2 separate regions of the Triticum aestivum genome follow, and region 2 is linked to region 1. A link is a contact called in public Hi-C data. All regions are on one chromosome and are shown on one strand. The core of a region is the stretch at or near the end of the contact, and the rest is flanking DNA. Distances in the headings are between cores, read along the strand shown.

The links. A called contact is a pair of places that touch in the nucleus more often than the background predicts.
Region 2: a Hi-C map of leaf shows a contact between it and region 1, with 2.4 times the contacts expected there. The contact joins the promoter of LOC123165554 here to the promoter of LOC123170083 in region 1. A contact is called at or near these places in 2 of 5 Hi-C or Micro-C datasets (both in leaf).

The regions. Positions count from the first base shown.
Region 1 is chr7D:130,140,621-130,147,256 of IWGSC CS RefSeq v2.1, reverse strand. LOC123170083 (putative laccase-9) reads left to right here and starts at 4,019. Exons shown (of 5, transcript XM_044587926.1): 1 at 4,019-4,208; 2 at 4,350-4,501; 3 at 4,988-5,232; 4 at 5,477-6,565. The coding sequence starts at 4,098.
Region 2 is chr7D:130,779,409-130,785,326 of IWGSC CS RefSeq v2.1, reverse strand. LOC123165554 (mediator of RNA polymerase II transcription subunit 6) reads right to left here and starts at 3,710. Exons shown (of 5, transcript XM_044583222.1): 1 at 3,312-3,710; 2 at 3,039-3,213; 3 at 2,766-2,835; 4 at 694-803; 5 at 1-407. The coding sequence starts at 3,550. The coding sequence ends at 252.

The sequences.
Region 1 (6,636 bases), core at 2,770-5,269:
CAAGATGATGTATTACAGAACGAGTAAAGAGACTTGCCGATAACGAGATTGAACTAGGTATGAAGATACCGACGATCAAATCTCAGGCAAGTAACATACCGATGGACAAAGGGAATTACGTATGTTGTGATAACGGTTCAACCGATAAAGATCTTCGTAGAATATGTAGGAGCCAGTATGGGCATCCAGGTTCCGCTATTGGTTATTTACCGGAGAGGTGTCTCGGTCATGTCTACATAGTTATCGAACCCGTAGGGTCCGCACGCTTAACGTTCGTTGACGATATAGTGTTATATGAGTTATATGTTATGGTGACCGAAAGTTGTTCGGAGTCCCGGATGAGATCTCGGACATGACGAACAGTCTTGAAGTGGTCGAGAGGTAAAGATTTATATATTGGACGATGGTATTTGGACACAGGAAGTGTTTTGGGACGTACCGGGAAGGAATCGGGTCACTGGAAGGGGTTCCGGGCACGCCCTCGGCAAGTTATGGGCCTTATGGGCCAAAGGAGGGGACAGACCAACCCACAAAGGGGCTGGTGCGCCCCCTCCCTTGTTTGGCCAGCCCTAGGAAAGGAAAAGGGGGAGGGCTAGCCCCTCCTGCCTTTCCCTCTCATGGGAGAAAGGAAAGAGGGGGCGCCACCCTCCCCTGCCTTTCCCCGCACTCCAAATAAGAAAAGGGGGCGCGGCTTGGGAGGGACCCCAGGTAGGATTCCTCCTACTTGGGCGCCTCCTTTGGCTGCTCCTCCCTCCCTCCCACCTATATATATGTGGGAGGGGGCGCCTAGCACAGAACAGACAATTGCCTAGCCGTGTGCGGCACCCCCCCCCCCCCTCCACCGTTTACACCCCCGGTCATATTTTCGTAGTGCTTAGACGAAGCCCTGCGGAGATCACTTCACCATCAACGTCACCATGCCGTCGTGCTGACGGAACTCATCTACTCCCTCGACGTCTTGCTGGATCAAGAAGGCGAGGGATGTCACCGAGCTGCACGTGTGCAGAACGCGGAGGTGTCGTGCGTTCGGTACTTGATCCGTTGAAGCGCGAAGAAGTTCGACTACATCAACCGCGTTGTGAAACGCTTCCGCTTACGGTCTACGAGGGTACGTAAACACACTCTCCCCCTCGTTTCTATGCATCTCCATGGATAGATCATTGTGTGTGCGTAGAATTATTTTTTTGTTTTCCATGCAACGATTCCCAACACCTCCACACCACTCCAACGGAGACGTACTTCCCTTCAAAGGGAAGGAACTTCGGTAACACATCCTCGTCTCCACCGGCTCCACTTGTGGTTATCTTTTTCCTTTACTTTGTGCAAGCTATTGTTGTGTTGTATCCTTTGCTTGTGCTTGTTGTTGTTAGCATCATATAGGTTGCTCACCTAGTTGCACATCTAGACAACCTATTTGTTGTTAAACCTAATTTGCGAAGAAAACCTAAAAATTGTTAGTTGCCTATTCACTCCCCCCCCCCCTATAGTCAACCATATCAATCCTTTCAGGGCCGATAGTCGGGTTGGGATAAAATTTATCCACGAATATTACGGGTCGTTAAGAGGCCGAAAGTCACTTCGGACCAAAAATTGGCCCAAATGCAGCATGGGCCGTTAAATGGCCGAAACAGAAACCGGACCAAAAACGGCCCAATTCCACTAAGGGTCGTTAACAGTCCGAAACAAACATCGCGCTGAAATGGGTCAAACTGTTCAATGGGCCTTTAACAGGCCGAAATACAAACATGGCATTCAGTGGCCCAAAAGCATAGTGGGCTCTTAACGGGTTAGATCTGATATGGACCGCAATTTGGCCCAAAACATGGCACGCTGTTAACGGGCCGGCCCACTAGTATCTGACAAAATCTTGTGGGCCTTTGGCTGGGCCGACCTTTTTAACCTAAATGGGTCACTTTGGTCCGTTCCATGTCTCGGCTTTTCATTGGCGCGTCACAACCATTGGATGGATGACACATATGTCACAATGCCGAGCTGACACGTGGTTCCGTTGGCAAATGAGAATTTGACACGTGTAAAATCGTCATTGGTCCGGGCTGTTAACGGGTATCGGATCCAAAACCGACACCCGATAGCTTAACGGCGACCCATTACGGTGGATGCCACATGTCGGTTACCCTTGACGAAAACACTTCCATGACGCGCCATTTATCATCACGGAAGTGAACACTTCCGTGACAATAAATTGAGTATTGTCATGGAGCACCTCTATAATAGCACAGGCATGACTATCTTCATTCGGTCATAAAATCTTCACGGATATACATGCATGACAGAAAAAGTGACCTACTGTGACAAACAAGTATCATCACGGAAGTATTTTTTTAGTGTATGCTGACAAAGTCCACGGGGTATCTTGAAACGGGACATAGAGTACACTGGTACTGCTTGTGCAACAAACTTGACGAGCACATCTTTCCCTCCCAAGAGAGAATTGTTTTCATCCATCCCTTAACTTTGTTCCAAACACTTTCTTTGAGATATTTGAAAGCTCTATTTTTGTTGTTTCTAGACAAGTTCTCATTATGGACATTGAGTATTCCTTTCATCTCATCCCTGATAAGCTCAGAACATCCTTTACTAAAGAATACCGATGACTTGGAAAGGTTTATTTATTTTGTCCTGAAGCCTAACAATAAGTGTCCAACAACGAGGTTACCAAAGTTGCACCCTCACCTTCAGCCTAGACGAACAACAGGTTGTCATATGCAAAGAGTAAATGGCTCACCAGTGGTGCCGGTTCTTCCACTTTCATCTCACAAATATGAGATGGCCGATTCTTACTTTTTAAGAGGCACGAAAGGCCCTTTGCTGCCATCAAGAAAAGGTAGGGCAAGATTGGGTCTCCCAGCCGAATTTTCCTTGTAGGTCTAAATTCCTCGAGCTTCTTTCCATTAAACAGAACTGAGAATTTAACAGAGGTCACCATTTTTATCACAGAAGAGATCCAGACAGGTGCAAAACCCAGCTTGGTCATCATAACTTGAAGATGTTTCCATTCCAAACGAACCTCACCTACCTCTGGTTTGATCTGATCGCCTCGTGGGTCATTGCAGCGGGCGAGGGCCCAGGTTGGCCCTCACATAACTTCGTCAGTGGTTGTTTTGTATATTCAATGGTCGTCCTACAAGATTATATTCAATGGTCACACCGCGGTTTGACAGTCCAGGTTAGTATTTCCTTGACGGCCGGACATACATGCATGATTGTTTCCTTGTGTTGCTTGCGTAGTTGATCACGTCTCCCGGTTACCACAAATGTCAGCTTGACCTGCATTTCCACAGGCGTTGATTACCTTGCTCATTTCTGCTAAACAAATGGACACAAAGTGGTCAAAATTCTACTTCCTCTGTTCGCAAATATAATATGTTTTAGATATTTTAATATAAACTACAGACGAACTGAAATGAGCGAACAAACACACTAAAATATGTCTACATATATTCAATTTAGAAAAAATGTAACATTTTATATTTCTGAGCGGAGGGATTAACAACGATATAGCATCAAAAGCAGGAATGGATGCATGCATCCACCGCATGTTCCAAAAGCTCGCCTTGATTTTCTGATTAATTTTCGAAAAGTACGTGTGCTTGGATAGATTAATCTACTGAAACTAAATTATGCGGGCAGTTGCTCCGAAGGGCTCAAGGCCTTGACGCTGTCGTCGTCACAGACAGCATGCATGACTGCGACCAACCAACGATAATCAATTCAGGGGTAACTGCACGCATGCATGCATTTCACGTCGTCGCGGTGGGCGGCTTCTGCCAAAGCCGTCTCCTCTTTCTACCGATTATATTTGACAAGAAGCTAATCATATCATATGAAACCATGCACGCACGCATCGTCGACCGGGCTCGATCCTGTCCCCCTCCCCACATGACCTATATAAATACCTCGTGCGTCTGCTTGGGATTGCCATCATCAGTCCATCCCACACATTCGTTTCCAGGTTTGCTCAAGCAGCAGCTACCGTGCGTGCATAACTTGTGGCTAGCTAGCTTCTTAGCTAATCTCCGACGGTTCACGGTCGAGCTGAGCAGAGCTCGGTGAGTGGCGACGGCCGTCGGCCGACGATGGGTGTAGCTAAGACACCGGCGGTGCTTTGGTTACTTGGGGCGGTGTTAGTGCTGGGAGTTTCCGTTAGCCCTGCTCAGGGCGCCAAGACTCGCTACCACGATTTCTTTGTACGTTTGTTTGCATTTATTCCCATTCATCTTCTATACCTAAGTAGCTAGCCTCGACAAATCTATTTCTCTTAACATGTACACATGCCATCTCAGCATATCATAAACTTGCTTGTGGCGTTCGTTCATCATATTTTGCAGATTAAGGAGAGCAACTACACAAGGCTCTGCAAGGAGAGGACCGTCCTCACCGTCAACGGGCAGTTCCCTGGCCCTACCATCTACGCGCGCAAGGGCGACCTCGTCATCGTCAATGTCTACAATCAAGGCGATAAAAACATCACCATCCACTGGTAAGTTAGCTAGTTAGCCTGGCCGCTGGCCGTTCACTGCATATATATAACCATCCTTTCAGTTTGCATATAAGATTTGACCAAAGTCAAACTTGTAAAGTTCGACTAGCTTTATAGAAAAAGATATCAATATTCACACTATGAAATCAATACTATTAGATGCATGATGAAATTAACTTTCATATCATATAACTTTTATATTGTACTCCCTCCGTTCCTAAATATAAGTCTTTTTAGAGATTTCACTATAGACTACATACAGAGTAAAATGAGTGAATCTACACTCTAAAATATGCCTATATATATCCGTGTGTAATTTGTAGTGAAATCTCTAAAAAGACTTATATTTAGGAACGAAGGGAGTAGATGTTAATATATTTTTCTATAAAGTTAGTCAAACTTTACAGAGTTTGACTTTGATCAAATCTTATACACGGACTAAAAAGAAACGGAGGGAATATTTTCTAACGCGACATATGTACACAGGCATGGTGTGGACCAGCCACGCAACCCGTGGTCAGACGGGCCTGAGTACATTACCCAGTGTCCCATCCGCCCCGGCGGCAACTTCACCTACCGGGTTATCTTGTCCGAGGAAGAGGGCACACTTTGGTGGCACGCACACAGCGACTTCGACCGCACCACAATCCATGGCGCCATTGTCATCCACCCCAAGCTCGGAACCACCTTCCCCTTCGTGAAGCCACACAAGGAGATACCCGTCATCCTCGGTATATACTACTCCCTCCGTTTTAAATTACTTGACCCATATTTATCTAGATACAGATGTATCTAGACACTAAACAAGTATAAATACATCCGTATTTAGACAAATTTAAGTCAACTAATTTGGATCGGAGGGAGTAGTATATATACATTCGTGCTTCCATTAATTTCATCCATGCTTACAGTATAACTAAGCCAAGTTGTTGCTTGAATGTCCTTGACCTGATAAATTTGACCGCATGCATGCAGGTGAGTGGTGGAATGCCGATGTGAACCATCTACTCGAGGAGGCGGAGAGGATCGGCGGCGAGATCAACATCTCGGACGCGAACACCATCAACGGCCAGCCGGGGGACCTGTTCCCGTGCTCCAAGGCCGGCACCTACAAGATACCGGTGCAGCACGGCAAGACGTACCTGCTCCGGATCATCAACGCGGGGCTCTCCAACGACCTCTTCTTCAGCGTCGCCGGGCACAACCTCACCGTGGTCGGCACCGACGGCCACTACACTAAGCCGTTCGCCGTCAAGCACATCATGATCGCGCCAGGTCAAACCATGGACGCGCTTCTTGAGGCCAACCGCGGCGATGGCGGCCGGTACTACATGGCCGCGAGGACGTTCGCGTCCAACCCCAACATCGAGGTCAACAACAGCACCGCCACCGCCATCGTGGAATACATGGACGACGCACCGGGACGTACGGCCCCGCCGGAGTTCCCTACCAACCTTCCGGGCGTCAACGACATCGACTCAGCGACGGCGTACACGGCGCAGCTCCGGTCCCTGGGCAGCAAGGACCACCCAGTGGACGTGCCGAGGCAGGTCGACGAGCACATGCTCGTCACCATCGCCGTCAACGTGCTCCCCTGCGCACCCAACGAGACGTGCGGGGGGCCCGACGGCAACCGCCAAGCGGCGAGCCTCAACAACGTCAGCTTCGTGAACCCGTCCGTCGACATCCTCGGCGCCTACTACCGCTCCGTCCGTGGCGTGTTCGACGCAGACTTCCCCAACAAGCCGCCCTTCTTCTTCAACTTCACGGACGTCGACAACGACCCCGTCGAGCGCTGGGCCACCAAGCGCGGCACCAAGGTGAAGGTGGTGGAGTACGGCGCCGTCGTGGAGGTGGTGTTCCAGGACACCTCCATCCTTGGCGCCGAGAACCACCCCATGCACCTGCACGGCTTCACTTTCTACGTGGTAGGGAGAGGGTTCGGGAATTTTGACGAGCAGAAGGACCCGGCCACCTATAACTTGGTCGACCCGCCGCACCAGAACACCGTCTCCGTGCCCAAAGCTGGCTGGGCAGCTATCCGATTCCGCGCGGCGAATCCAGGTGAGTTTAACTTTATATTCAGCTTTAGGGCTATGCCTGTGAAATTCGTTGGAGCGAATTAATCAAGTGCC
Region 2 (5,918 bases), core at 2,461-4,960, 640 kb before region 1:
AAGCTTTTATGATCATCTCTACATTACATGCAAGACTTAAAATAAGATTATCTTATCAACCAATGTACTTGCCCTCAGGAGTTTCAAAACCACAAACTGGCCTTACATGACTATCAAGGATCAAGTGGAAGTGTACATTCAGAAAATGGTCTGCACCTTCCCAGCTCAGGAATTACAAATCTCTACTTTATCATTTGCAATACAACATGCCATTAGTGTGGCAGTAGTTTTACTTGATCGACGGCACGATCTCATTGAAATCTTGGTCTTTTTGCTGGCCCTTGATCAATGATGGGGTCAATTGCAGGAGGCAATGCCTCCGAGGCCAACAGATCATCTGGCCCTTTCTCTTGTTCTGATGGGACATAACCATCCGGAAAGGGTGGAGGGGGAGGAGCAGGAGGCAGCTGCCAAGAAATATGTCAGAAGTCTGGAGTAATTAGCAAGTGGTTGACAAGGCAGGTCGATGAACACACTTGGAGTAAGATACAGCAGCAGAACTCGCATGCAGTTCGAACAAACGCTGTTAGTCCAGGATGCATCAGACACAACTTTCTTGGGGACATACACGGTGCATCAATACATCTCATGTGCCTAGTGCACCGTATGTCTCCCCAACTTTCTTTTGTGTAATGGTCACCACCATGTACCAAGTAACAGGGAATAAGTTTTGCTATCTAAAAATGATGTTACCTTCCGTTGCAAAGACATGAGGATGTGATCAACTCGTTTCAACTCCTTCAAGTCAATTGTTTCCTTCTGGGCCTTTGATTCAGAAGCTGCCGCATCAGCCTCTGTTTCCGCTGTAAATAACAAAACAAAAATTTCCAGTAATGCTACTTTTGTTTTGCAACTTGCAGTAAATAAAAAAAATGTACTCCCTCCGATCCATATTATACTTGTCGCTGCTTTAGTACAGCTTTGCTGAAGTTGTACTAAAGCAGCGACAAGTAATATGGATCGGAGGGAGTAACATAAACAGAAGGAACATGTAAGTTGTGAAGTACAGCAGCAGCAAGGAACCAATTTCCTGCAGATGATCTTGCATGAACAATGCCCAAGTGCTAACTTTCATTACAGATTATCAAAATTTGAGGTAAGTAGTAGTTAATCAACAATCTGCGATGCTAAATACACTCAAAAAACTCTGTAATACTAAATTTTATTTTGTTCCAAACAGTGTGACAGTTCACATGGACTCAAACTTTTTCTGGTAGCTTCCAACCAACAAACAAAAACAAATTTCTTTGAAGAGCTAAGCATATAAACTCCAATAACATAGAGAGAAATAAATATAAGAAACCGGCAACAAAAAAATAATGAATTATCTCTTACTATATTAAAGGGGAGTTTGTTGGTTTCGCTTCCACCCCTCCCACCAATTTTTTTTCAAAACCATGGGATAACACCCATTAAGTTTTTCCCAAACTGACCCCCACCTCCTTGTTTCTGGGAAAAGAAATCCCGTGCAAAACAATAAACAGAAATCAAATAAATTGCCAATAGCAAGAAAGCCCTTGCAAGCAAACAACACAATCAACTCACGTAGTTGTACGTACACAATCCCAATCTCAACCCAATCAAATCATATCTTTCCTTGCCTTTGCCGATGGATTCCATCCCCACAGCATATCTCAATCTCAACCCAATCAAAAATTTCCTACGTCGAAGCACCAGAATAAAGTTGCCCCCGTTGCAACACACGGGTATTTAGCTAGTATTCCATTTAATTCTTGGAGCTTTACTCTTAGAAAACCAAAAAAATGCCTACATATAATTTTTTACCTGCAGAACTCATAATTTTGCAAAATATACGACTAAAAGTTGCAAAAGGCCTACAACTATGCTCAAAATCTCGTTTCCATTCATAATAAAAATAATTCGGCCATTTAACCCAAATTTCTGCCTTTCTGCCACCACCTACTGCTGGCTGCCAAGGACACCGCTGCAAACACACCAGCTATAGTCGCACATGCCATAGCATAATAAACATCTGTCACACACTGATCAGTGCTCACTGCAGTTGGCGAACCATGTTATAGAAACCAGATTCCCCAGAATTCTGGATTCTGCTTGTACCAGGATTCCAGAAATTGGTAGGTTTTGGAGAATAACAGTGGTTTAATCAAGGATAGAAACTAAAGCTTGGCTGAAGAAGATAACAGATATTAACTTTATCACTGAGTAAATAGAGCAGCATCTGGCTTCCTGGTAAGCTGATATTCAGCAAATCTGAACCCCTAGCCCAGTCAAAACAGAGTAATAAGTAATCTTTGGACAGAAAAGGTGAATTGGCTATTTGAAATTAGTTTAACCATGGAAATCTGTCAAGAAACCAAAAAGGAACTTGGATTAGTTTTCCCACAGAGGAATAAGGAATTAAATTCGGGACCACTGAAAAGAAAATAGAGATGACTTAAGAGTTGCCATCTTTTAGGTGGACCTGCTGATTCTGAAACTTTGCTACTACGTATAAATCTCAATTTCTCTAGAAAATGCATATGGTTTACTTTTTTGTGAACCTAATGATGAACCAATTACTGCATTATGCTGACCAAATGTGTCACTGCTTGTTAGTTTCATTTTTCCAGTCACGAAGAACTACAATGCATAAGATCAGCTGGATGTTCAATACAAGTAACAAGTATATATTTCGCAAGCAATACAACAACTGGCCAAAATTACATCATGCATAAGTGATGTTTATTCAAGTAAGAAAAAGGTAAAAGAAGAGGTAAGAAGTAGATAAAATGTGAAGACCATACCATTACCAATCTTCTCCAATTTTGAGCATGCCGTAGAAAATGCTTTTGATATGTGATGCATAGCCCTACTCTGAAATGTCACAGGAGCAGAAAAGGGGAAACATTAATCAATCCAACACTCTGCAACTCAGTGGTTGGCAAAATCACTGAAAAATTGTGCGAATGAAATAGCTCAACAATATATCACATTCCCATCGTTGTCAGTGAGTGAACTATAGAACCTCACTGCAGAATTTCCGGAAAAAAAAAGAATAAAAGGCTCTGGAGCTTTACTATGCGGGAGGCGAAAACGCTGCCAAGCAGGGGCGCCTGGTAGATGGAGCCGTCGAGGATGTAGTAGGCGAGCAAGGCGTCAGACTTCTCGGAGTTCGTCCTCTTCTGCTTGCGCATCACGAACAGGTGCGGCTCCATCACTTCGCTCAGCACGTACTCCAGCCCGGTCATCTTCCTGCGACCACCACAAGGAACGGAGCAATGAGTGACCCTCGCTACCAGCGAATTGGGCAGCGAGAGAGGAGGAGCGGGGAGGGGGAGCTAGGGTTTTACGTGAGCTGGGACATGTCGAGGGGGTGGATTTGGCGCGAGCGGAGGGACTCGTTGTTGCAGGTGATGTCGTAGAACGGGGAGAGGGCGAAGTAGTCGAAGACGAGGTTGCGGTCCAGCGGGTAGGTGTTGAGCCAGAGCTGGTCGCGGAAGCAGATCCCCGTCATGTCCGTCCCCGGCGGGGGCGGGAGCGCCGCCGGGCCGTCGGCCGGTGGCGGTGGGGGGAGCGGCATCGCCGACATCGCCCGGCAACAAAATCCCCAAGGGGCAGCGCCGAACTGCAGTTATGTGAAGGCGATGCGGGATCTGGGTCGCTGGCTCGCCGCTGCTGTGTGCCGGTAGGGTCGTGCCGTCGTGGGTCGGCTTCGGCCGACTCGCCGAGTCGCCGCGATGCTGTGTGGGCGGCGGCTGGTGCGCGTGCCGGTGGCCACTGGCCGGCACCGCGGCGGACGGCGGCTATGTGACGGTGCCCGGTGGCGGCTGCTCCGCTGCGTGCCGTGAGCTTGGGCTATGGGCTGCTGCCGAGCTGCGTGCTGTCTGCTTTTTTTTTCTCTCTGCTGTTCGCAGTTTGTGCGATCAGGGTGTGGGCTGGGCCTAGGTATAATTTCTCTTTCGCCAGCGCTCCAGCGCTGGGCGGGCCACGGCCCAGGTTGGCCCTCACATAGCTTCGTGTGGTTATCTACTCTTATAAAATTGTCTCAAAAAAATCTACTCTTATAAAAAACAGAGTTAATGATGATGGTGTGCCTGTCATCCTGCAATATAGGCCGTCCAATTTATATCTGACGGATAGGAAGGAAACTATGGCAATTTTGCAAAAAGATACTCACATCTCACTTCACATTTGCAAATAAGGTCTTCCCTCGTTCATCATTTTCTCCCATAAAATAAACTATTCATATAAATACATCTTGATGTTCCGTGCAATGCATGGCATCTTGCTAGTATTCAACGAAATCAATGGTTAACGAGTACTTCCTTTTTTTCTTTTGCGGGAGTACTTCCTTGGCTTCACTTGCATGATAAACAAGTGGTGCATTGTGTGTGCAACACTTATCATAATCTAGGCCATCTCTAAAGCGAATCCTTAAACCGTTTGCAATTATCTGGATCATGAGGTCCAGTCGTGTTTTGTCATCCAACATGGTCTTGTATCCGTCCGCTAGCCGGTTCGGACGTCCTTTTACCTGCAAACCGGAAGCAAACTAGGGGCTTTTGCGGGTGTTTATACCGATGCCACACACGCCTCCGACAACTTGACCCCACCCAAAACCCTCTCCTCATCTATGCCCTTTCCCGCTCGAAGCGGTCAGTGTCGCGTTCGGCCTAGAGCGGACGTGACCTCTCACTAGAGCCGGCATTGAACCAGCGCACCGGATGAGAGCACCGCCCCCACCGCATCCCAGTGCACGCACCTTCTCCGCGTTTAAACGGCAAACTGTTGCCTAGAGCGAACATGACCTCTCACTTGAGCCGGCATTGAAGCAGCGTGAGCGCCGTCCGCACCGTATCCTAGTGCACGGACCTTGTCCACATTCAAACGACAAACCGTTCATCCGCCTCTCTCCATTAATCATATCCAGTAGCCCAAAAACCTACTCCGACGCCACCCGTCTGTTAGTCTGCCGCCCACTATTAACCACCTTGCCGTCTAGCCTGCCATCCGCCCGCTATTTAAACACCCGGCCCGACAACAGTCGCATCCAACCTCCTCCGCTCCCTATCTCCTCTCGGCACCACAACCGCCATGGCCTCCTCGAGCTCTGAAGCCCTTCCTATGGGACATCCTCTCATCTGAATAGAAAAAGGAGATCACTGCCAACCTGCCACTACGGGCTGCTCGCTGGCTGGCAGACGAACGAGCTCTCCGGTGGCCAGCATTGCGGACGAGCCGGCACCACCGTCCTCATTGTCCCATGTCAGCATCACCATGGGCGAGGCGCAGACTCACTACATCGACACGGTGTTAGAAGAATGGGAGGCCATATTTTGGCAAGCGCAGACCGACCAGGCCTACAACCTCCACCTTCTCGACAAGCATAGACGCGTTGAGGAGCAACTCGCCGTCGCCACGGGCATCGGGGCAGACATAGACATGGACGAGCAGGAGGCGCTGCTCCTATCCTACCACTGCGCACGCGACATCTGCCGCAGCCGCTTGATTTACCGTGTCCTGCAGGCAGAGAAAGAAGCCACATTCACGAAGATTGACAAAGGCGGCGGATGAAGTTTACAACAAGGACGAGGATGACGTCGCCAGCTCCGCGCCGGTCGCGTCCCTCCGCCACAACAACTAAGCCGGCACATCCGCGGGCGCCACCGGCAACGAGGAAGAGTAGAGCTGGAAGCTCGCCGGCGCTTGGGTCCCACAAAGCCCACCACTTCTCCCCTCCCGTTGAAGCTAAGCTTGGCGGGCTCGTCGTCGTCGTCTGATTAGCCGCTTGCCGGCTTCGTGAAGGCTGAGCTTCATTTTCCGGAGCTCATGGTCATTCGACGAGTTGCCAGACATGGGAAACGCGCGCAGGCGATCATTAGATTAGTGTTTAGTCCAAATATATCGAAAACATAATGCACGTGCTTTGATTTGGATGAAAATCGGCCGGTTTAAAA